Linked DNA regions of Oryzias latipes: region 1 is linked to region 2. A link is a contact called in public Hi-C data. All regions are on one chromosome and are shown on one strand. Each heading gives the region's core, a stretch centred on a gene start, on an enhancer-like site or on the middle of the called end of the contact. The rest is flanking DNA. Distances are from core to core; before and after follow the strand shown. Region 1 holds the start of ssr3 (translocon-associated protein subunit gamma). Region 2 overlaps tiparp (TCDD-inducible poly [ADP-ribose] polymerase).

What was found. Hi-C and Micro-C count contacts between places; a contact is called where the count stands out from the background.
Region 1: a contact with region 2 is called in a Hi-C map of fibroblasts, with 2.4 times the contacts expected there. The contact joins the promoter of ssr3 here to the enhancer-like site in region 2. A contact is called at or near these places in 3 of 5 Hi-C or Micro-C datasets (embryo, fibroblasts and gastrula embryo).

Annotation. Positions count from the first base shown.
Region 1 is chr13:24,636,601-24,642,026 of ASM223467v1, forward strand. It overlaps ssr3 (translocon-associated protein subunit gamma), which reads left to right and starts at 4,050. Exons shown (of 5, transcript XM_023961695.1): 1 at 4,050-4,331; 2 at 5,372-5,426. The coding sequence starts at 4,199. It overlaps LOC105355500 (a long non-coding RNA gene), which reads right to left and starts at 4,013. Exons shown (of 3, transcript XR_002291568.1): 1 at 3,933-4,013; 2 at 2,029-2,101; 3 at 616-1,655.
Region 2 is chr13:24,570,136-24,575,358 of ASM223467v1, forward strand. tiparp (TCDD-inducible poly [ADP-ribose] polymerase) reads right to left here. Exons shown (of 7, transcript XM_004075883.4): 7 at 5,207-5,223. Among protein-coding and RNA genes, the nearest start is that of tiparp, 21 kb to the right of the region's middle. Within about 2 kb of position 1,271, at least 4 of the 8 cell types and tissues checked have an H3K27ac peak or open chromatin away from gene starts, as enhancers often do. A contact at or near this core is called in embryo and gastrula embryo, where this site is marked.

The DNA.
Region 1 (5,426 bases), core at 2,800-5,299, 69 kb after region 2:
AAACAACGTGTTTTTGCTGATTTGAATGAACTGTCAGTGTGTTTGTTCAACTACAGCCCTTGAAGGTAGGGAGAATCAACCTGCTGAGGAAACTTGTCTTGCAAGAGCTCGCTGTCCAGTATCTTGCAGGAAATCCCAGTTTCCTTCCTGTATGGCACTCATAGTTGAAACATTTCCGTCAGGTTTCAGGTGATTCTGGGTTTTTCCCTATGGAAAAGGACCTCTTTGAGCGAGTGGGGAGGATGCTCCGCCTCCAGAATCTTATTTAGGTCGATCACGCACTCTGTCACGGCGGTGATGTAATCTCCATGTGGCTTACTAAGTAAATCCCAGCCTTGAAGTACCCCCGCAGTTTCCTCATAGTCGAGAGGTCACCTCTTCACACCTTCTTTGGCCATCAGCAGGCAGTTGGTGTAGGTGGAGCCGAAAATACTTTGACTGGTAGAGGAAGGCCTGATGCAGCTTTTGGTTTTGAAAAGTCAGTGGCGTGAGAGTGAAGCTGGTTTTTGGAGTTCAGGTTGAATTCATCCGGCCGTTGTTTTTGTCATGCAGCTCACAAAAAGTGGTGAGGTCACATCCATTGTAGGCTGATGATTTAAAAAAGGCACAAATACACAAAATATACCCACATTTTATTACCAGAAACTTTCAGCTTAATGTCATCGACAGCACAGCTTATGTGAAATTTCTTCCTGCTTTCTGGCTCCAGACTATTTTTCCAGCTTCTTCCATTCATCTTTTACAGATTTGAGGTCTTATTTCAGGCATAAAAATGACTTTAAAAAAGCTTAATTAACTGTCCAGCAAAGTCATCAGAAAACAGACTTCCATGTTTAAGAGTAAAAACGTTGACACATTTCATTAAAAGGGCTACAAAAACCTCTTGTTGACAGTTTCACTGATTGTGACCATGTGACTATTCTGCTCCAAGATGTGATTGCTCCAAATGCTTGTGGGATTAGGATTTTCCACTTGACTTTTACACGTGGATGTTCCTTTTTTCACAAACTGCGAGGGAGCTGGGAAAGGCCTGGCCTTTTCCTCTCAGCTGAACACAGTCCTGACGTGGAAAAACAATTAAAACGAAACATATGGTGGCGTGGAAGACCCAAGTGCTGCTTGAAATCAGCGCATTCACAGATGCTGTTAGCAAAGGAAAAATAATTTCTAAATATTTTCTAACATTGAAAGGAAAAGGAGTTCAAGCTATTGAAATCCTCATTTAAGATCCCTAAGACCGCATGTTTGAAGAGAAGGATTTAAAAGTGTTTTATCCATCAGGAAGCAGAGGATGTTGTCTGACCACACAGATCAGTCGGAAATTGTTTTTGTAGACCAGTGGCACTCAGTAGTGGAAAATCCTTCGGTTCTTTCAATTTGATTAGTCAGGCATATCTGCTTAGTGTTTCTGTGCTCAGTGTTTTGTATGTGTAATGGAGTTTGCCGTTCAAGCCAAATCAGCCGATTAAATAGACAAAAACTTGAAAGTTATAGTTGTTATTCCACTGGTGTGCCGGTTCATGAACTGCTTTTTTCTGAAGGTGCAAGCATCCAGCACAGAGGCCTGGGCCTCTCAGAGCCTTATTCCTGGCAGGTGAGGAATGGCAACTCAGAAGGAATTCACAGCTCTGTCAGGTGATCTGTGGTAACTGCTCCTAAGGGTGCAATCAGAAGAAGATAAACTGTAGCAGCACTGCGGGGTTATCTGCCCTGAAGAAGATTTGTCTATTTGTGTGTGTGTGTGTGTGTGTGTGTGTGTGTGTGTGTGTGTGTGTGTGTTTGTGTGTGTGTGTGTTTTCTATGTTTTGGGGGGGCTGGTTAGAATATGTTGTGCTGTTGTGTGGTTGTGTCTGACAGATCACTCACAGACAAAATAAATCTGGGGAAGAGGTAAACACGAGGAAGTAAGCGGTGATCAAGAATAAAGTTGTTCTGCTCCCTCCTCTTTGGCTTCTCTCATGGACCCCTGAAGTGCACAGCTAATTCCTAAGCTCTGCCCCAAAAAACAGGGACATCACGCAAACTCACCTCTCTGCTTTGCATTGTGGCACACGTGCACGCAAAACCCATGCCATCAGCTGTGCATGCATGCAGCTTACTCCTGCAGAGGAAAAAGGAAACCAGCTCAGCAGGAGGTGAAGCAGTGGGTCAGCTAGAGCAGCAGAACAAATGCTGGTTGTTGGTTTTTGTTTTGTTTTTCTCATCAGGTTTATTGTTTTGTTTGTTTTTTTGTATTCATTGTAGATCCCCTCTGGCAGGCGTGTCACAGGCTTGAAGGATTAGGTGAAGAAAGGAAAAGAACATTTAAATGTACTTGTCCGTTCATGCATATGTGGCTGCTGGGTCTAATCACCTTGATGTGTGACACATTTTATGAGGAAAAAAGTCTGGAAGAATAGCAAAAAATAGAATATACGTTTATTTTCTATCCTTTTTAAAAATTGTACCTACAGAGTCAACAGTCCGGAAAGTTATGTAGCTTTTCATGTGGGTTAACACATGAGCTGCTTATGGAACCAGAACTTTTAATAGTGTAAAAAAAATAAAGAAATAAACAACTAAAAGTGAAGAATTGATTCTAACTTCTTGTAGCTGCAACATTTTTTACTTTAATTAAAAACAAACTAAATATTTCTGGTGATTCAGAGCTGGGGGACTTTCTTCAAACAAGACAGCAAATACTGACCTCTAGTGGACAAAGTCTGAATTTCTATTTGCCAGAACTTGTTTAATTGCACTTTTGTTTCAGTCAGTTCTATCAGAATTTTTTGTTCACAATTAAAAATGATTTGAATAAAAAATATTTCATAATAACAATTTCATTTGAGTGAGATATTACCAGGTAATTTATAATGTCTTGTCCAGTGCAACGATCAGTTATAACCTGAGATCGAAGACCCACACTGATAAAATTTGTGTTTTTGGTGTTTTTTAACATGTTTTTGTCGCATTTTTCTCATGATGGGGGACATATAAAAAGAATTTTTAGCTTAAAATTGCATTTCTGAGAATTTCTTTATTCAAATAGTTGTAAATTAGGAGCAGATGAAAAAATGTGACGTAGAAAATACGTTGGGCGGACAACAAGCTCCCTGCTCCGCTGCATTCTGAAGCATCCACTTGTAGACGATTAGATCCATGTATGTCTTTGGTTTCCTCGTCTGAGCTGACATATGCCTCAGAACTGTACGGCTGGATAGCTCCAACATTGCTCGCCGTTTTTGTTGCTCTGGTCATATTTTACCTACATTCCCTCTCGCTCCCTACGCTCCTCCTCTTCCTTGCTTTCCGTCCACCCGGCCAGTCTCTCCATGGCCTCTGCAATATAGACACTCCCCATTTCAAATCCAGGTTAAACACTCACTTTTCTCACTGATTCTTTGTTTTTTTTCATGCCGGCTGATCTGATTTTATTGTGTTTTTAACATTTACTGCTTTTTGTGGTTTTATTGGACTGCTGTGGTGACTTTGGGCAATGAGAAAGGCACTTCAGATTAAATGCATTTAAATTATTAATTCTAGTAAGAAAAGAATAAATTTGCTGAATCAATCTGCAACTTCCACTCAGGTATTTAACAGTGATCAACAGTTTAAATTCTGTCTCTGTGCCCCGGCCAAACACACCTAGTTAACCTGAACTCTCTTTTTGAAGTTTGATTGATGATCTTCTGTCATTTGTTTCCTCCACCTGACCTCAGGCCTGCTGAACGTTTATGAGGCACTGGAAGGTTTCTAAGAAACTAAAAATTCCTGACATCTCAAGAGGTTTTCTGGAAGATAAATGTCAGGGGGGTGAGATTTCCCATTTTAGCACTAAACACTCTTATTAGACATACAAAACGGGATTAAATGTGGGTCAGTGAAACCCAACAGAATTTTTCCTATATATACTTTAGGTAAAATTTAAATTTTAACTGTGTGGTGTGGCTTACCCTAAGCAGTGATGAAGCAAGTGATTATTTGTTGCATTTTTATCCCCGTCTGGGTGGGAGGTTTGCTGAAACGGTGCCACGAGGCAAGAAGTGCAGCGCTTTGGTCCTCCGTCCTCCAGGGGGCAGCAGCGGCCACACTGAGAGGAAGTGGTGAATGAAGTCCCGGGATTGTGCTGACGCGTCCCTCTTTCCTCTTTCTTCCGACGTGTCAGTCCTCTTGTGTCCAGACAAAACCGAGGAGCTCACAGACCGTACATCTCGCAGATATGCCCCCGAAAGGCAGCACCAAGCAGCAGTCAGAGGAGGACCTGCTTCTCCAGGACTTCAGCAGGAACCTGTCGGCAAAGTCCACCGCTTTGTTTTACGGAAACGCTCTCATCGTCTCCGCCATCCCCATCTGTGAGTACAACTAGCTAGCTAGCTAGCTAGCCTGCTGAGATGGGTCTGAATAACAAGAAAAGATTGACTTTGATTTAAATGAAAACGTCGACAGATCCGTCAAAACGCCAGAAATGTAGTCGTGAATTTGTTTTTGCACGATATATGTTAATTTGAATTAAAAAGGGGGAGTGGTAGTACTTATGCTAATAATATTTTAGCTTTAGCTAACTGAGATTTCCATCAGAGATCAGTTCAGAAATAGTTTACCCCTCACAAGAATTAACTTAGAAACTATTCTGTTTTTATACAAGTTAAACTAATAAATACTATTTATGGAAGCAGCTTTTTTTTCAGCTCCACAAATGCCTATGAAAAAGCACGCATGTTTGCTCGTTTTTTAATTTATTTTTATTTTAGTCTATACAAAATTTCTAAAACGTCCAACAAGTTTCTCTTAGACTATTTTTGGAAAGGAAAAGTAATGACTAAGATTCAAAACTGCAAACTGCTACACAAATATGGGATTAAATAGCACTTTGACATGCTATCTGTTTGTTTATTTAAATGCATTCAATTATTTGTTACACAAATATACATTTGATTAACCTATAACTAACCTCGCCGACATCTGGCACAGCCCTCTCTGTTACCAGTCCCAAACTTGGAGGTAGCTGCTGGCATGGACGTCTTTTTAAGCTCTAAAATTTTAAAGTTTATAGTTTGTCTTTATCTTTGTATTTTAATTCACTATATCTTGTATTTTTTTAATGATGTTGACAATTGGACGTCAAGTAATGAGATGCGTTTCTAAAGATTCTATTCTAACATTGAATTGATCTAAAAATGTTAGGATCTTTAGAAAGTTTTTAAAACCTTAAAAAAAGTGGTAATAATATGAGGAAATAGGATTTGAATAAAAGTTTTCAAAACAAATTATTGTTTTTCTTTCTGCATTTAAAATGTTTAATGTTAACTAAAAGTTGTTTCACTTGGACTTCATCTGCTCTCTGGATCTTCTCAGAAGAAGCCCATAGTAAGTGTTGTGTGGTTCCTTCCAGGGCTGTTCTGGAGGATCTGGCACATGGACCTGGTCCAGTCTGCAGTCTTGTACGC
Region 2 (5,223 bases), core at 21-2,520:
AGAGAGAGAGAGTGAGAGAGAGAGAGAGAGAGAGAGAGAGAGAGAGGAAGTTGCTTGTTTTGTCATTGATTTCTAGGCTTGTAAAACTCTAGCTCTGATTTTTACAGTATTAAATTCTTTTGCAGGCAAAATAAAACTCTACAAAGAAAATCTCAAATATTTCTAAAGCCATAATTTTGGGGGGGAAAAATGGGTTGAAAATTTTTTTTTTTAGCTTCTTTTTTCTACAGAAAAAGAACATGGGAGTTACCAATAGTTTTCCTTTCTGGCCAGGAAACCAGAAATGTACCTTAAATATTACAAAATAACGTTAATATCTTTTAAAGTAGTATCATCAAACTATTTCCTACAATGTTAAATTATCTATGTCTTTTAAAATATTTATCTTTTTTTGGGGGGGTGGGGGGGATCTGTGCATTTCCAAAGTGCTTCCAATGTGTATCCAATATTCATTCACTCCTCATTCATTGGTGATGGTTAGTTACGGTTGTAGCCACAGCTTCCCTGGGGCAGACTGACAGAGGCGTGGCTGCCAGTTCACGCCTACAGCCCCTCTGACCATCACCTGGACATTCACACACCAGTGGTGGTAAATTGGAGGCCGGGAGGGTGAAGCGCCTTGCCCAAGGACACAACGACAGTTGGCTTGGGGGAGCGGGGATCAAAAAGCCAACCCTTTGATCATTCGCTGACCTGCTCAACTGCCTCAGCTACTGCTAAGTTTATAAAGCTGTCCAATGCACCAGAGAAACAAGGATTTTTCTTGTCTTTGTGCACATTTCAAGGTTCAAGGGTCTGATCAGGCCTACGGTGTGGAATAGAGAAACCTTTCAAAAACCAAACAGTAAGACTGAATCAAAAGGTTCCTCAGACACCCGGGTTTCTGGTTCTGTTGGTGCAACATTTTAGCAGCAAGCCATAAAAAACGATTGATTTGCATGAGTTTTATGCAAAGCCATATAGCCTGGACATTTCCAGACATTCAAAGGACAAGCAGAGTGACAGCACCCTTGCACAACTGTTTGCATCCAACAGCACACTCCTTTGAATAATTAAGCTCTCTTGGATGCTCCTATGACGGCTATAGTTTATCTTTCTCCTGCAGACACAGCCCCGTGTGCTTCTCTGCAGCCTCATCTCCCCTCTTTTAGCCCTCCCGGCTTCTCTTGTCTCTGTTGCCCCCATCCCCCCCCACCCCACCCCCTATCTGCTTCTTTCATTGCTCGCCTCTTCTAACCTCAGCCACCAGGTCAAGTAGGGCCGTCTGCGTGCCAGAGGCAGTTCCTGGAGGGCGGTCAGGCAAACAAACACAGCCAGTGCCCGCCGCATGACTCACGGAGATAGACGGAGGGAGCAGAATCATTAAGATGAGGCCTTTCAAACTGTCAGGAAGTGATGAAGGAGGGTGCACTGGAATGGGGAGATAGAAGAAGCAACATGGAAGGAAAAACTGATTCAACGATAAAGGCGTGGTGAGTTTGGGTGAAAAAGAAACAGAAGAGGGCAAACAGAGGACAACCTGCACAGTTTTCAGCAGAAGGGATGAGGAAAAAAGGTAGTGTTCTCATACCTTTTCTTATATCACCTTGTCAAACCCGCCCCCCCCCCCCTTTCTCAGTGTCTTGCATTCCCTTCCAAAAAGTGAAGCTCGGCCTGACGGTTTCAGCCCAAAGGAGAGTCATCTGGAGCTGCAGCTGCGTGCAGAGAAACAACAAACACTGAGGGGAGAAAGGCTCTAAAGAGACTTCCAGCATTGATGGCAGTCAGTCAAAGGGACACAGTCGGCCACAGCACACCAGAAAAAGGACGTCATGGTACGCTTAGACACTTAAATTGGACCAAAATGATCAGAATGGGGATCTTTTACTCAGTTTCTTTTCTCTTTCCTGCTAAATTCAGCTTTATATTGACTATTGGAGATTCCTTTGACTTCCAGACTTAAAGAGACAAAAAACACATTGGATGTAACTTTCCTTTGAATTACACCAAGGAAGTGCAAAGAGTGTAACCTCTGTACATTTTACATTATTTAAAGAATTTCTTCCCACTTTACAGGTCACCAGCAAGTTAAATAATAATAATAATAATAATAATAATAATAATAATAACAATTATAATAAATATAATTATTATCATTATTATTATTGTTATAAAGACCACACAACCCTTAAAGAAAATCTCCTGATACCCTTTTAAAAATAAATTATAAAGTAGTTAAATATTTATAATCAAAGATTATTAACACATGTATTAAATACAGTTTGTGCAACTTTTACATAGATCTTTAAATACAAATAATTAGTAATTTTTTAATGATCCATGAGTTGATCAACTGATTTGACAGATTTCTTTTAGAAAATGATGGGAAGTTAGTTTGTTTGCTGATTGAATTTGAGCACAGAAACCAGAGAATCCTGCCATTGAGAGGTCTGTGCTAAACTCAAAAACATGTTGGCATTTTTTCTATCTTTATTGTCAGAACAGGAGACTGTTATTTATTGCTGCCTCTTATTAGTTTACTCTTGTCAACAAAAAATTGTGTTTCTTTAGGTTGATGGGATGTTTGAGGCCGGCCTGTGCTCAGTGCCTTTGGCAATTAAAAAGATTTTTATGCATAAATGTATTTATTGATTGCCTTTATAACACCAAAATGACTAAAAGTTGGATTTATCAAAGGCTGAATAAAGTCTGCAGTTTAGATTCTCTCTGTAACCCCCTCCATGCTGCAGCATCTCTTCAGATTTATATTATTAAATTCAGATTTATATTGTTATGGCATCGTAATAATGAAAACAAAGAGTCACTACAGGCTCCACATCTGCAAAAAAAAAAAGGCCTGAATCTTTAAGCTAGTAAGTTCGGTCTAATTCAGTCAAAATGGTATCAAAAAAAGACAAAATGCAAATTCATAGTTATTCAAGCACAGAAAGTTTTCTTGGACCACAGATTCACTCGTGTCTGAAATGAATCTTATGCATGCAGGAGAAAATATGCATAACTATGTGAAATAACACATTTAACTGCGGTATTTGATCAAGCTCATAGAAAACAGAAGTCTTCCAGCTCGGCTGGAAAGTCAGTAATTTGATCAAATCTGATCAAGTGTTGGTGAAGAAGGACAACTACCACGGAAGATGACATTAAATTCAATCTGCTTATGGTCACATTTGTGTTTCAGGCCATGAAAACAGCAACCTTTTCCTCAAAAAAAAAAAAACTTAATTCGGTGAGTTTCTGAATTCCAAACTGTTATCCTCCATTCCTGCCTTGATCGATTAGTTCTGAGAAAACACCAGGGCAGCTGATTTCCTAAGAAATGAGGAGGGAACAAGCAGGATGAAGGTGTTGATCTCTCTGACCCCCCACCCCTCTGGAGAGCTTTAGATACCAAAGACTCACTGCTGCAGGCGAGGAGAGAGGAGAGCCTTGAGACATGGCTAACATGTCAAGGACTTGACATGGAAGAAATCATTTCAAATGTTGGTTTTCATCCCACGGGACCAAAAAGAGAACAAAGGATCAGAAAAAAGAGCTCTCCTGTGAGATCAGACTATTTTATACTAAGCAGCCACATTTCAAACCAAACGGTTAAAAAAATCTTAAAAGATTTCACACCGATGAAGGCATAAAACAACAAACACTTGATTTTTCACCCAAATGGATAAAAAAAAGCTCAGCTGTAACAGATTCCTGGAACAAACGGTTTAGTTTTTCGCATAAAACATAATTCACTCTATAAAAAAAATCCCGTTTTTTGTTTTCATGACAAATAACCCCAATATGGAGTCTTTTTTGGCATGTAGTTGCCTTTTTTTTGCTGATCCACATCACCGTCTAAACATCAGTCCACTGTGAGTGTGGGCAGAGCTTCCTCTCATCCATCAAAGCCGCCCGCTCACATCAGTCCAGCTCCTAATAAATCCAGGCGCTGAAGTCCCAAGTCTGCATTCCCTTCACTTTATGTCATCAGTAAAATCCCCATGCCACAGCTGACTGACTGACAGACGGTCTGTCAGTGCTGATGAAATAATTGCCCTTCATTCCATCAGCTTTGAAATGATCTTCATCAATGAAGCTGTGAGCTCGTCTTCAGTCATATTTCTGCTGCACTGCTGCTGAGACAAGGCTAAGAAATCATTCGATCTGAGAACACAAGAATGCAGCATTTGTGAAATCTAGCAGCATTAAATGCACACTCTGATAAAGAAAAGTGTTTCTGGGGCCTTTTAACATGTTCTTGTGGAATTTTTGTGTGATAATGGAGAACAAACACAAAGATAATTAAGAAAGAAAATCAAGCTTACGATAGCGTTTCAGAGTATTTCTTTTTTCAAATCGTTGTGAATCTGAATCAGATGAAAACTGTTTTTAGTCGATTTTAGTTAAGTAGAAAATATGCTGGGCAGGCTGCAAGCTTCCTGCTCCGCTTCGTTCTGATGCATCCACCTGCAGACAAATGGATCCGTGTTCGTCTTTGTTTTCCTTGTCTGAGCTGGAATCTGGATCAAAACTGTACGGCTGCATAGCTGCAATACTGCTCGCCATTTTTGTCTCACCGGTAATGTCAGGTTGGGTTGTGAGGAGCTGTAAGCTAGCAGGAGTGTGTAAACATGGATGATAGGAAACAGGGCAGGCTTACTCCTCACCAACGTCCCGCCCGTAAGTCTGAGGGGAATTTCTGAGAAACTCCTGCCGCACTGCAGAAACTATGTCCAAGAAAATGACAGGTTTTTTTTGTCTTGAAATGGCCTAATCCTAATTTAAAAAATGACGACTGGGAACGTTTTGAAAATAGATCAAAAGATGATCAGAGTGAGACTTAAATGGTTTCAGAGCAGACGTTACATCAGGGCTGCCCAATGATCCTCTAGATTTACCCCCCTGCACTTCTCTACCTCAGATGTGTTGAGTCAATCAGAATGAAGAGACAGCTGAGTCAGCTAATCAGCAGTGCAGAGAACTGGAAAACGGGCAGGGTGGTAGCTCTCCAGAACCCGGCCTTACATGTTCCAAACCTTCAGCTTTCACATCAGCACTCTTCACACGTAACTCAAGTTTAATGATCATCTTGGAAAGAGTTTAAAAAACTTCACAATTTAACTACTAATGATTCCTGATTACTCAAATATGGGGCTAAAATCCAACAAATGTTTGTCATTAAGCAACATTTTGTGCCTTCTTCTCATTTGAAAAAATGCAACAGCCGTTCCTCAGTCGATTCTT